Regions from separate parts of the Sus scrofa genome. Here region 2 is linked to region 1. Evidence: chromatin contacts called from public promoter capture Hi-C data. All regions are on one chromosome and are shown on one strand. Each heading gives the region's core, a stretch centred on a gene start, on an enhancer-like site or on the middle of the called end of the contact. The rest is flanking DNA. Distances are from core to core; before and after follow the strand shown.

Evidence for each region. Promoter capture Hi-C pulls out the DNA fragments that hold promoters and counts their contacts.
Region 2: a promoter capture Hi-C map of liver shows a contact between it and region 1, with 5 times the contacts expected there. The contact joins the enhancer-like site here to the promoter of RPL11 in region 1. A contact is called at or near these places in 1 of 5 promoter capture datasets (liver), 4 of 47 Hi-C or Micro-C datasets (alveolar macrophages, embryonic fibroblasts, heart right ventricle and 1 more) and 1 of 2 datasets of contacts at active chromatin or transcription factors (alveolar macrophages).

Annotation. Positions count from the first base shown.
Region 1 is chr6:81,521,319-81,527,526 of Sscrofa11.1, reverse strand. It overlaps RPL11 (ribosomal protein L11), which reads right to left and starts at 4,017. Exons shown (of 6, transcript NM_001001638.1): 1 at 3,876-4,017; 2 at 3,868-3,873; 3 at 2,913-3,019; 4 at 2,484-2,615; 5 at 1,101-1,211; 6 at 602-676. The coding sequence starts at 4,017. The coding sequence ends at 647.
Region 2 is chr6:81,814,051-81,820,446 of Sscrofa11.1, reverse strand. It overlaps MYOM3 (myomesin-3), which reads left to right. Exons shown (of 38, transcript XM_021095533.1): 25 at 1,503-1,547; 26 at 2,260-2,396; 27 at 4,366-4,510; 28 at 4,699-4,758; 29 at 5,155-5,222; 30 at 6,211-6,321. Among named protein-coding and RNA genes, the nearest start is that of MYOM3, 42 kb to the left of the region's middle. Within about 2 kb of position 5,121, at least 35 of the 83 cell types and tissues checked have an H3K27ac peak or open chromatin away from gene starts, as enhancers often do. A contact at or near this core is called in alveolar macrophages and liver, where this site is marked.

The DNA of each region.
Region 1 (6,208 bases), core at 2,768-5,267:
TACAAGCATAAGCATTCTACGAATATTAAACATGTCAACCCTGGGGGACAGATACACTATTACTGCCTCCATGATACAGATGAGGAAGCTGAGGCAGATTTAACGTAACACTAATAAAAGGCAGGGCAGAGAATCAAGTCCAGGCAATCGTATCTCCCTCCGTTCCAACAACCCTAGATTCTCCTTTTAAAGGAAAACTGAGTCCAAAATCGAACCCCAAACACCACATCACGCCAAAGCCTCTAATCCTTTCAGACACCAATGCTGGTAAAACCTCTAGTGAAGAACAGAACACTGCACAGAGGGGGGCCCTGCACCCACTTTAATCAAGGCTCTAAATTCAAACCCCAGCCCAGACCACCCCGATCCCTCTAGGGTCAGTTTCCATGGGACTACTGCCCCACAGCCTGTCAACAAGGGTGTGGTGAGCGCAGGCAGTGCGGCCAGGCTCTCAGGTTTGGGTCTGCCAGGAAATGCTGGCATCCACACAGGGCATGACAGGGTTGTTACCAGCTATTCCCATCGAAGCTTTAGTGGCTTGAGGTCCAAGGACTTGAATATGGCCAGGCTCCTTTCACAGAACACACACAGTAATTGTACATTTCAATGAAAACTTTTTATTAGCCTTTTGAATAGAAACGGGAATTTATTTGCCAGGAAGGATGATCCCATCATACTGAAAGAGAACAGATTTTATTTTTTCAGAACAGGAGGTAACAGTAAAGATCGCAGCAATGGCTAACGTTTGAGAATTCAAATCACACACATGGACTTCAACTGTCAATCCCATATGCTTAAACAGGAAGCTGGCCAGTTTTAACAACTGCTACACTGTGCTCACCTGCACTGTACCCTGAGAAGAGGGGGCTCCTATTAAAACCATATCCCTCCCCTTCCAGCTACCTGCATTCATGGGGCTGCAGAGAAAGCTTGGTTCTGGAAGGTTTAAACCACCAACCCTGGAAGCCCATTTGCCAGGTGCCCAAAAGTTCTATCTTAAAGAAGCTACCCACCAAAGGGTGCTAGATTTTTCACCCCCATATCCCAACTCCATTCACCAACACCACACTCCACCACTTCCTGAGACAGATCAAGTTTACCTTCTGCTGGAACCAGCGCATGGCCTCCTCTTTGCTGATTCTGTGTTTGGCCCCAATGCAGCCTGTCCTGCGCTTCTTGTCTGCGATGCTGAAACCTGGCCTACCCAGCACCTGTCCCAGGAATAACCAACAGTCACCTAGCCAGCTCAAAGTCAAGAGCAGACAGACAAGACTCACACATTGAAGAGATTCCTCTCCGAGTCACCCGGTGGCCCAATGAACTCTGGAGCAAGAGACCCATTCCTCAGTGTCTGATGGAACTGTGACCAGCAGCCTGGAGGACACACCACCTTACTATAGGTTTGCTCTGGAGGCCAGACTTGCAGCACCTCCCCGCCACCCCCACCTAACTTCCAATGGTAGCTAAGGATTCACCACTGCCTCCATATGCCATTTTATAGAGTAACACTTGAATAAGTCTTATTTTCTTATGTGCATTGTAGAAATTTCAAAATGTCCAGAAGCACAAAGAAATAGTTAATTTTCCCCTTCTGCTTCAGCTCCAATGTTCCTTCTTTTTCTTTTTTTTAAGGGCCACACCTACAGCATGTGGAAGTTCCCAGGCTAGGGGTCGAATCGGAGCTACAGCTGCTGGCCTACACCACAGCCACACCAGATCCGAGCCACATCTGCAACCTATACCACAGCTCATGGAAATGCCAGCTCCTCAACCAAGTGGGGACAGGGATCAAACCAGCACCCTCATGGATACTAGTCTGGTTCATTACCACTGAGCCGCAATGGAACTCCCCAAAGTGCTTTTCTTATAGGTTTGCTGTCCCCCGTGAGCATCTACACATCGCTATCGTTTGTGTGGATGTTCAAATCTACTAATGAGGGGGCTGCTGTTGCTTGGGTTCCCTCTAGTCAGGACTCCCGAGTTTTGCGATTTACTCTGATGCCTGACCAAAGCATTACAGTAACACAAATGGCCACTTATGCATTCACACCCCCCCCATCCTGAGCAAAGAGCCTCATTACCAAACTTGCTTCTCTAGATGGAAGCCACCCCATTCCCTGGGTCTGGAGAAAGAGCAGGGAAAGAGCAGCCTCAGTGCAGCCAACCCCCAAGCCAAATACAACCCCAATACTCTCTCCTAAATTTTCAGTTCAGTGGCTGGATGAAATGGTTTCCTTTGTCCATCTTTAAGCCATGGTCAGTGCTAGACCATAAGCCTCACAATGGTAGAGATCTTGCCCATCTCGTTCAGTCGGTGCTAATAACCCCACACCTGTCACCACCGAGGCCTATCTTCCCAGCAGAGAGAAGACAGACAACACTCAAAGCCCCAGTGCAACGTGTGAATATCGAGAGAGCACAGATGAAATAAAGAGAAGCAGATCCCACTCTCACAGACCAGGAGTGGAAACAAGTATTCATACCACGTAGAAGTCCAGGCCGTAGATACCAATGCTTGGGTCATATTTGATCCCCAGATCGATGTGTTCTTGGATCCCAAAACCAAAGTTTCCAGTATCCGAGAAGTTATTTTTTCTTAACTCGTACTCTCGCACCTGTGGAGAAAAACAGAGCAATCATTCCCTGTCAACTCACACCCCTCCACCACTCGCTAGCCTGCAACACTCAGGACCCCAGAAACACAATCCAATGTAATTTGGACAGGAACGAAATCAGATTTTTCCCCCACTCCAAGTCACACTCTACTATGGATTCCACATAACTTCACTAACTTTCCTAGGGAAGGAATGACCCATTAGAAGTTCAAAAGATCTGAAAACAGTAACTATCGCCACTGTCAGTATGTTACTGGCGCTCCTTACTACTATTACCCCATGAGGGGTCAGCCTCACCTTTAGACCTTTCTCAAGTATTTCTTCTGCCTTGGCCCCACGGACTGTGCAGTGGACGGCAATCTTTTCATTTCTCCTGATGCCAAAGGATCTGACGGTGTATCTAGCTGCAGATGGGGTAACAAGGAGTCAGCTCTTGGCACACTCTCACTGAACTCCCCCCTTCCCCAAAACACCACCTCCACAACTTCAGAGGGACATCAGGTATCCACCCACTCTATAGCCGTGGTATTCTTACCAGTGTCACCTATATCTGTTCATCATTCATTTATAACACAGAAAACAGATCTTCCAACTTCCAAGTCACAGACACACTTCAGCAATTAAAATGTTAAAGTCATAATGTCAAAGTCTCAAGAAAGGCAAGTTCACCATCAGACTAGGCCACTGAATAGCTTACATTCGGTAACACTTTACTGTACTTGTACCCCATTTTACAGGAGGCTGTGAGAGGTTAACTTGCACAAGATCAGTTGATAACAAGAGGTAGGCTGTGAATTCAAAGACTTGCTACATTCCCTTACCCTAAAGCAACAAAATTCTAAACACACACTCACCCAAATATATGTCTAACAATAACAATGCCGACATGGTGCTTGGCATGTAGCAGGCATTTCATATAACCCATTCTATCTCCCACAACCTTATAACGAAATATGATCATCCCTGGTATACAAATAAGGAAAGTAAATCACAGACTAGCAAGTCATGGAACCAGGATTTGAACCAGGTTAATCTAAATACACAGCCTATTCTTAACGTAGCCTACATAACCCTAACTGCTAATCAGACTTTGTATTTCAGCCCACCCTATCGTGAAAGAAGATACTCCTTAGGAAACTCAAGAAGGCAACGCTTAAGAGATGTCAACTGTCACCTTCAAAATGAATACAAAACAGACTGGACAACAGGTTAAGTAAGGAACGTCGGGACATACCCAGACGCCACTACTCACCTTTGGAAACACAGGAGTCTGGCCTGTGAGCTGCTCCAGCACCTTGGCTGCCCGGGTCAGTCTGTCTCCACTCTCCCCAACGCAGATGTTGAGGCAGAGCTTGCGGATGCGAAGTTCCCGCATGGGGTTTTCTTTTTCACCTTGATCCTGCTGCAACAGGGAAGCGCCGCGGTCAACACACGGAACCCGCCACAGCTGGCAGCCCAATAGTTACACAGCGTTGTTTCTGCGCATCCCAAACCCCAAAGGAAGCCCTGGAAGTTAAAGAACTAACACTACGTTTGTCTGGGAGGCACTGGAGAAAGACATCTTGGGGTTTTGTTTCTCCTTCCCCCGGGCACGGAACAGGTGAAAGCAACAGGACAGGTATGGTGTAAAAGTTACACTAAGGATGCACCCCAAGGTCAAACTAAGGTGAAGGGCGCCCCCATTACACGACCGACGAGGGGGAGAAAGCAGCGAGCACATGGCTGTGCAGCGTCCCGCACCCGATTCGGAAGCTGTCTAGTAGCTGCGGCCGAAGCCTGGCGTCCGCCCTAAGGGAGAAACCGGTAAGGCTCTCCAGCAAAAAACAAGTTTCAAGGTCCCGGGAACATCAACAGGTCCGGACCCCGCGTCCCAGGCCCCTCCGATCATTTCACCGGCCCTCGCTGCAGCCCGCAGGCCGTGCTTTTGGGCCTCTGGCGGCTGCCCCGAGCCCGCCCCTGGGAGGGTGGGAGGAAAGTGACAGGATCCAGCTCCGTGCCCTCGCCTCGCGTGGGTCCGCCAATTTCGGCACGGCCAGCATTGCGGGATCCGCTCTCCTCGCGCCGCGGGCGAGATAACCCTTACAGGCTCCGCTGGCCCTGGATGGAGGCGGATGAAGGAAAGCAAAGCCGGGGATCCCACACTCACCGCCATGATGGGAAACAGGAAGAGAGTGTGAGACTTCCGACCCGGGGCCTTATGGGCCAGGAGGCGGGCTCTTATCCCAAGCTAACCAGCGAGACGATGAAGAGGAAGAGAGGCGCGTCTGGAACGGCCTAGAGTCGGCTTCCCCTTCGTGGACACAGATGGCAACTGCAGGTGACGCTGGCTACTGGGATCGGGGCTCTCCAAAAGCGGTTTTTAAAGTTCCCTGAATAGGTATATTTCCTTGAGCTTCCCGTCCCTCTTGAGATTGTTCCCGCCCATAGCCTCAGAAACGGGTGGTTCTTGCGTGTTGAGACGGCCAGAAAGACACTAAGTCAACTGTGCAAATTATAAAGTAAAAGTTTTATTCTGTAACAATGTAAACAAATGGCATTTAAATATTTAAATAGTAATTAGAGCAGAGTGTTGGCCAAGAGGGGTAAATATGGTCCTGTCTGGTCTAGCTTAATAGTTATGTGACTTTGGGCGGGTTACTAATTAGACCTCTCTCATCTATAGTTTCCCTCAGTTTATGGGAGTTCCCTGATGGCCTAGTGGTTAAGGATCCAGTGCTGTCACTGTTGTGGCGCAGGTTCGATTTCTGGCTGAAAAAATTTCGCATGCTTGGGTGTGGCCAAACACAAAACACCTCGGCTTTTAAAATTTTTTTTTTTTAACATTTATTCTGGCTACTGTTTTATTGAAGGACAGCTATAACCTCTTTGCATTTTGGCTCTTTTTTTTTCTTTTTTATGGTTGCGCCTGCAGCATGTCACAGCAACACCAGATCTGACCTATGCCCCAGCTTTCCGTGACCCAGGATCCTCAACCCACTGGGCAAGGCCAGGGATCAAACCCACATCCTCACGGAGACCATGTTCAGTTTTTAACCCACTGAGCCACAATGGGAGCTTCCAAAACAGCTCAGCTTTAAACTGAGAACTTATATCACATGGGGATTGCTGTGAAAAATGAATTGTGTAGAGCACATAGTTAAGCCCACAACAAGTGGTTACTCTTATTAGCATAAACCCACTATATTCAAGCAACCCCTCTCCCCCCAGAAAAAGTATTAGGCATGGTATATTATCAAGAGAGTGTCATCCTGCGGGCACACAGATGGCTTGCAGATTGGTCTCTAGCAGACAAGGACTCCAGTCTCAGGCAATAAGAGGCCTCCCTGGGTTGCACTAAATCCTCAACAGCAGGATCCAGCAGGTGCCAGGATCCACACCCCAGGCAGAAGCTGGCTTGGGTTGGCCAATTCCTCTGACAAGGACAAATGGAGACAGGAGAACATACAGGGCTTTGGTAGAAAAGGAGCCAAGGGGCTTTCTCCTGCTGCCATAATTCCTTCCTCGTCCCCACAGGGCAAGAGAGGTTCTTCCTGTTTCATCTTTAGGGGAAAAAAAGGGCACTTCTGGGAAGCTGGGCTATTGGAGGAAGGCAA
Region 2 (6,396 bases), core at 3,872-6,371, 290 kb before region 1:
CTTTTTCTAATTTCGATAAAAGCAAAGGTGCCAGTGAATTACTTCATTTCCTTCAGTAGCCTAAGAAAAACAGCAGCGCAGTGTAATGATAACTCGCCAATGGCAGTTGATCTGAGGAATGAGCATGGCAATAGGGAGCAGTGGGGTCTGTGGCAAACCCGAGAAGGGATGCCTGGTCGAAACAGTCATCCATGTTTGATGATTTAAGCCAAAGTGAAATCAGTGCTGAGGACTTTCAAGACTCACCCTCTGCTGTCTCCATAGCAACAGAGGAACAGCCCACTGTCCTCCCTGCTGGTTGCACATGAGGCCCTTTGATTTCCTTATGAAGCAGAGGCCAGACAGGTCCAGATTCCAGTCCCAGTTCTGCAACTTCCTGGCTTTTTGACCTTGGGCAAGTCAGGACCCCTCTCTAGGCCTCTGGTTCCTCACCTGTAAAGAGAGATTATAATCCCTGCCGCCCCCACTGAAGCAAGGCTGTTATGCAGATACACGTGGATGACTATGCAAACAAAGACCATCCACGAAATGAGGGGTTTGTTTTGTGGTTTGGGGCTGGCTACTTGCCATGCATTCCAACACATCATACTAAGGACTCTGGCTCTTACCATGGCAAGTGAGATACGGGCTCTGCTGCTGCCAATTCATCCATGCAACACCAAATTGTTGAGCACCTACTGTGTGCTAGACACTCATGCAGGTCCAGAGCTCAGCTTAGCAGGAGAAACAAACCTAACACAGAGGAGCAGTTAGCGAGAGAGCACGCTGCCCACCTGCCCTAGACACGTGAGACAGAAGTGATCAGCGGGGGAGCAGACCCTCAGCACCAGGAGAGCGTGTCACCGCGGGTTAACAAGGGCGCTCCAGGAGTTCCTGCTGTGGCACAGCAGACACGAATCCAACTAGGATCCATGAGGATGCGGGTTCCATCCCTGGCCTCGCTCAGTGCGTCGGGGATCCGGCATTGCTGTGAGCTGTGGTGTAGGTTGCAGACATGGCTTGGATCTGGCGTTGCTGTGGTTGTGGTGTAAGCCAGCAACTGCAGATCTGATTCAACCCCTAGCCTGGGAACCTCCGTATGCCACGGGTGTGGCCCTAAAAAGCAAATAAATAAACAAACAAACAAATAAATAAACAAGGGGGCTTGGGAACCAGTGGGCCCTGTACTCAGGAAGCAGCAATAATGCCTGCCCCTCAGCAGGACCTGCTAAGATCATGCAGAGCTGAGCACACAGTAGGTGCTCCTCGGGGGAGGTGGCATTTGACCAGGCCTTGAAGGCCAAGGAGAATAAGCAATCTTGGGGTAACCCACTGCCCCTCCCCCCTCGGTGCCCCAGAGCCAAGGCCCACCATGGTCATCATCACCCCCTTGGTAGCCATGTGACCCCAAGCTGAGTCTCTCAGGACTTTCACCCAGTGTGGATGCCAGGAAGGCTCCCACGTGCCCAATGACACCAGTGTCTCATTCTCTTTGGTTTCTTCTTTGTTCCTCCCTGTCCTAGAGCTGGACAAGCTGAAGAAGTTGAGCCATGAGATCAGAAACCCCGGTAAGCAGTCCCACCAGGCCCAGTCCCACCAGGCTGGGTCAGCCAAAAGCCTGAAGCTAGCCTGGTGGGGTGTGGATGCAGAATGGGGGCGTCATGGGACCGGAGAGTCAGAGACCCATGGATCAGCAGTCCATGAAAGGAAAAGAGGGGCCAGCAGAGAGCACATGGGGTGAAAGGGAGGGCAGAGTGGATGGTTTCTACTTGGATCCTGGGTCATCTGAGCCTCTGGGGCTGGAGCCAGACATTGGTGTTTTTGAACTCCCTTGGGGGAGTTCCCGCTGTGGCTCAGCGGGTTAAGAACCTGACAAAATGTCCATGAGGATGCTGGTTCAATCCCTGGCCTCACTCAGTGGATTTAAGATCTGGTGTTGCCACAAGCTGCAGCACAGGTCACAGAGGCAGCTCAGATCTGTGTTGCTGTGGCTGTGGTGTAGGCCGGCAGCTGCAGCTCCAATTCACCCCCTAGCCCGGGAACTTCCATATGCCGCAGGTGTGGCCCTAAAAAGAATTTAAAAAATGAAAGCCCTGGACGCGGATGCAATGTGAGGTGACTGAATGAGAGAAAACGCTCCCCAGCCCCTCACCTGGTCACGTCTCCATCAGACTCTGAAGCATTGTGTACATTTGTTCACGGTGTGCTCAAGAGGGGCTGTTGGGGGTGGGGGCAGGAGAAGGGTGCCCTGCCCACCCCTTCCTGTCCTCTGCCTCCCAGTGATCAAGCTGATCTCGGGCTGGAACGTTGACATCCTTGAGCGAGGAGAGGTGCGGCTTTGGCTGGAAGTAGAAAAGTTGTCTCCAGCCGCTGAGCTGCATCTAATCTTCAACGACAAGGAAATCTTCAGCTCACCGGTAATTAGGGGCTCAGAATTCCTAGGTGAGGTCCCCAGTGCAGAAGGTGGCCTCCCGGACACTGGTCTCCACTGGCCAGTGCCTCCCCCTAGTGGACATTTTAGAAATGGCCACCTGCTCAGGCTGTCATAGTCATGAGGTGGGAGTGGGGACACATGGATTTTAGGGGCGGGGGGCAGGTGGCAGGCAAGTTAGACACTTGTCAATGCAAGGGACACTCCCACAAAGAATTTCATGCCAGACGCTCTTAAGATGAAAACCCTACTTTCGTGGTTATAATCATGCACATTTGGACCCTAACCTTGAGATACAAACACAAAGAATTTTCACGGTTTTAGTATACACGGAATAGAGTCTTTATTCTATTAGCCAATTTATGTGTGTTCATTCATTCATTTTCCTGTTCTTCTTGTACAGAATAGCTTTGCTTTTCTTCTCTTTAATTCAAATCAATTCATTATAAATCAGTGCAGCACGAGTGAGATTGTGTCTGAGCAGCTGCATATTGAAAAAATTATTGTTATTTCCTCTTGCTATTATAGCTGTGGTATTATATTTCTTTTTAAAAAATCATGTGTGTAGCTCAGTTGTATTAGTTGAACCACGTTAGCTGCCCACACGCAACTGTTTTTACTTACAAACATGCTTATTTCAGTCTCATGAGAGATTCAATCATAGGATGATATTATTTGTGAATTTCACCTCCAGATGGCCAAGTGGTCAACATTAAATATGTGTTATAAAGAGGGGCTCTGGTTCTGACAGAGGAGAAAGAGCTCAGAGCCAGATGTCAGAAGACTCCTATTCATTCCCCGTGGGTTGTGTGCCCTTGGGCAGGTCTCTGCACCTCTCTGTGCATCAGTTTGTGCATCTGTACAATGGGGCTCGTTGCTCCAGGATCAGGAGGAGTAATTGAGAAACTAGATTGGAAAGTTCTGCATAAAGATTAAGCATGGGGAGGAGTTCCCTTCCTGGGGCAGTAGTTAACGAATCCGACTAGGAACCGTGAGGTTTCGGTTCAATTCCTGGCCTTGCTCAGTGGGTTAAGGATCCGGCATTGTCGTGAGCTGTAGGGTAGGTCACAGACCTGGCTCGGATCCCGCGTTGCTGTGGCTCTGGGGTAAGCCGGCTGCTGCAGCTCTGATTGGACCCCTAGCCTGGGAACCTCCACATGCAGTGGGTGCGGCCCTAGAAAAGACCAAAAAAAAAAAAAGATTAACAAGGGGAGTTCTCTGGTAGCCTGGAGGATTAAGGACCTGGTGTTGTCACTGCCGTGGCTTGGGTCACTGCTGTGGCACAGCTTGGATCCCTGGCCTGGAGCATCTCTGCATGCAGTAGGAGCAGAGGGAAAAACAAAGATTAATAAGCATGACCCTGGCTCTCGGTAGGAAGTATAGCAAAGCCTGGACTCAAAACGCAACGCTAAGGCTATCAGATGCCCCATAGGAAAATAAAATAAAACCAGATGGTTCCTTCAAATCATACATACAAATAAAGCCAGAGGGAGTAAGGTCTTCAATGTAGAAAAGAAAATGTTGCAAAAATGTTAGACTGTGACCGATGTAAATGAGTGTTAATTCTGGGTAGCACGTACACAGGCTTTTTCGCATTTTTCCTTTAAAGTTTTAGGGGGATTTTTTTTTTCTATCAAATTGCAAAAGAAATGGAAAACAACTTCCTGTTGGCAGCGGACCAATAGGAGGTTGGGGGCTGATGGTTAACGGCAATTAAATCAAGGACGCAGACTCTTTGCCTGCGGGGCCCCAGGGTGTTTGTTCTCAGGGGCCGGGTGTGGGGACAACCCAGTATATACAGGAGAAGGTTACTCAGGAGTCCCCCTCTCCAGTCTCTGAAGGCTTCTAATGCTGCATATATCACCCCCAAATCCCACTTCGGCCAGACTTGTGCCCCATAAATTCCCTGGGATTGGAAAAGGGCAGGAAAGACTCTCTGGGTTTGTTCTCCCCAGAACCGCAAAATCAATTTTGTCCGAGAGAAGGGCCTGGTGGAAGTTATCATCCAGAACTTGACTGAGGACGACAAAGGGTCTTACACGGCCCAGCTCCAAGATGGAAAAGCCAAGAACCAGATCACTCTGGCTCTGGTGGATGACGGTCAGCTCTGCCCTGCACCTACCCTCGCCTCCTAACCCCCACCCCCGGCCCCACCCCTGCTCCGGTGCACCCCACGCACCTGGCCTCAGCTCCCAGCCCTGAGGTCTCTGTCCACCCTGACGCCCCCACTCTAGACCCTCCAGACCCGCGTTCCTCTCAATCACGCCAGTTCCCCTCTCTCTTCACAGAGTTTGACAAACTTCTGAGGAAGGCGGATGCCAAGAGAAGAGACTGGAAGAGAAAACAGGGTAAGAACTGCCTCGGCCACCAGGCCAGCAGTCATTGCTGGGGAACCACTGGGCTAGTGGGTTAATAAACCCCTCCACCCTACTGCCCGCCCCTGCCCCCGCCCCCGCGAGGGAAGGTCACTACCATTGGATCCAGTGTTGTCCTCCTCGTGCCAGAACAAAAGAGCACTTGCTTAACCCCGAGAATGAGCGCCGCCTTAAATTTTGCACCCTAAGGGCCTCCCTTACTTCATTCACCCCAGTCCCCGCCCTGATGGGGACGGAAATCCCAAAATCCGAGCGGCCAGTGGTCACTAGATGCCCCTCTTCAGCTGCCTTCCCCTGTCTCGCCACCAGGTGGCGCCCAGGCTAAGCCTGGCGCTCTGACCGATGGTCGTGTGTGTTTGTCCCTCCCAGGTCCGTATTTCGAGGAGCCTCTGCAGTGGAAGGTCACGGAGGACTGCCAAGTGCTGCTGACCTGCAAGGCAAATCCCCGCCCCCGCCTCCAGCCCTGCCCCCAAACCAATGGGGCCAGACCTGTGGCTGTTCCCAAGCCCCTTGCCCATCTTGCCCCACTCCTGGAAACACCATGCCCTGCGCTAGTCTGTTCCCCAGCAGAGGAAGTAGCCCTAAGAATTTTGTATTTAACCAGGAAACAAAATCCCAAGGAGCCGAGTTAGAGTGAGTTAGTGGGCGGGTGTTAGGTCAGCCTTGAGCTAGATCTGCCAGCTGCTCTGGGAGGGGTTTGGGGGGGTCAGGGGTCTGAGGGTGGATTCTGAGTGTCAGTCTTGCCAGACCCTGTGCTCAGCGCTTCAGGGCATTCTTTTATCTCAACTGCCTCACAGTCATCTGTGAGAGAGGCGTTATGATTCCACTTTACCCATGAGAAAATAAGCAGAGGAATAGCTCAAGACCACACAGTAAGAGAGAGCCTTGAGCTGGGGGAGTCAGAGGGTGTCTGACTCCAAAACATTTGCTCCTTCTCAGCACCCTGCAGCCTTTTAGATACAGGGGGAGGGCACACCCCATGAAGCGTAGCCGTTCAACCAATGCAGAGCACCTACTCTGCGTTAGACATTCTGCAAGCACTGGGCGTACAAAGATGAAACAGTGGTCTCCTTAGGCCTCTAGGATCCCACGGTCCAAAGCAAGATCATGGGAGAACAGCATGCCTCCTGCTGTGATGGAGGGGTGCAAGAAATTGATTACTCATGATAAGGGGCACTCTAGGAAGGCTTCCTGGAGGAGATGAGATAGGCATTTACAGGAAAAATGGAATAGGAGAAGGATTGAGAAGCAGAGGAAACATCATTAGCGAAAGTCCAGTGTCTAGAAGCCATCAGAAGAGACAGAGAGAAGTGGGGTGGGGGGGAAATGTGGGGGGGTCACATTTACAACAAAAGTTCTGACAAACTAAGTCTTCACTTAAAAGCCAAAGCCTGAAGGGGTCTCTTGACTCGGCACCTTCCTTAGGTGACCAACACCAAGAAAGAAACCCGCTTCCAGTGGTTCTTCCAGAAGAGAGAGTTCCCAGCTGGCCAGTATGACCCGCAGACAGGAGCAGGGCTTGTCTGCATTGAAGAGGTAAGGGTAGCTCTGACTTCAGGGCTCCGCCTCCAGGCAGTGCCCGGAGCACAGGGCGGGGAGTCAGGAGAGGGC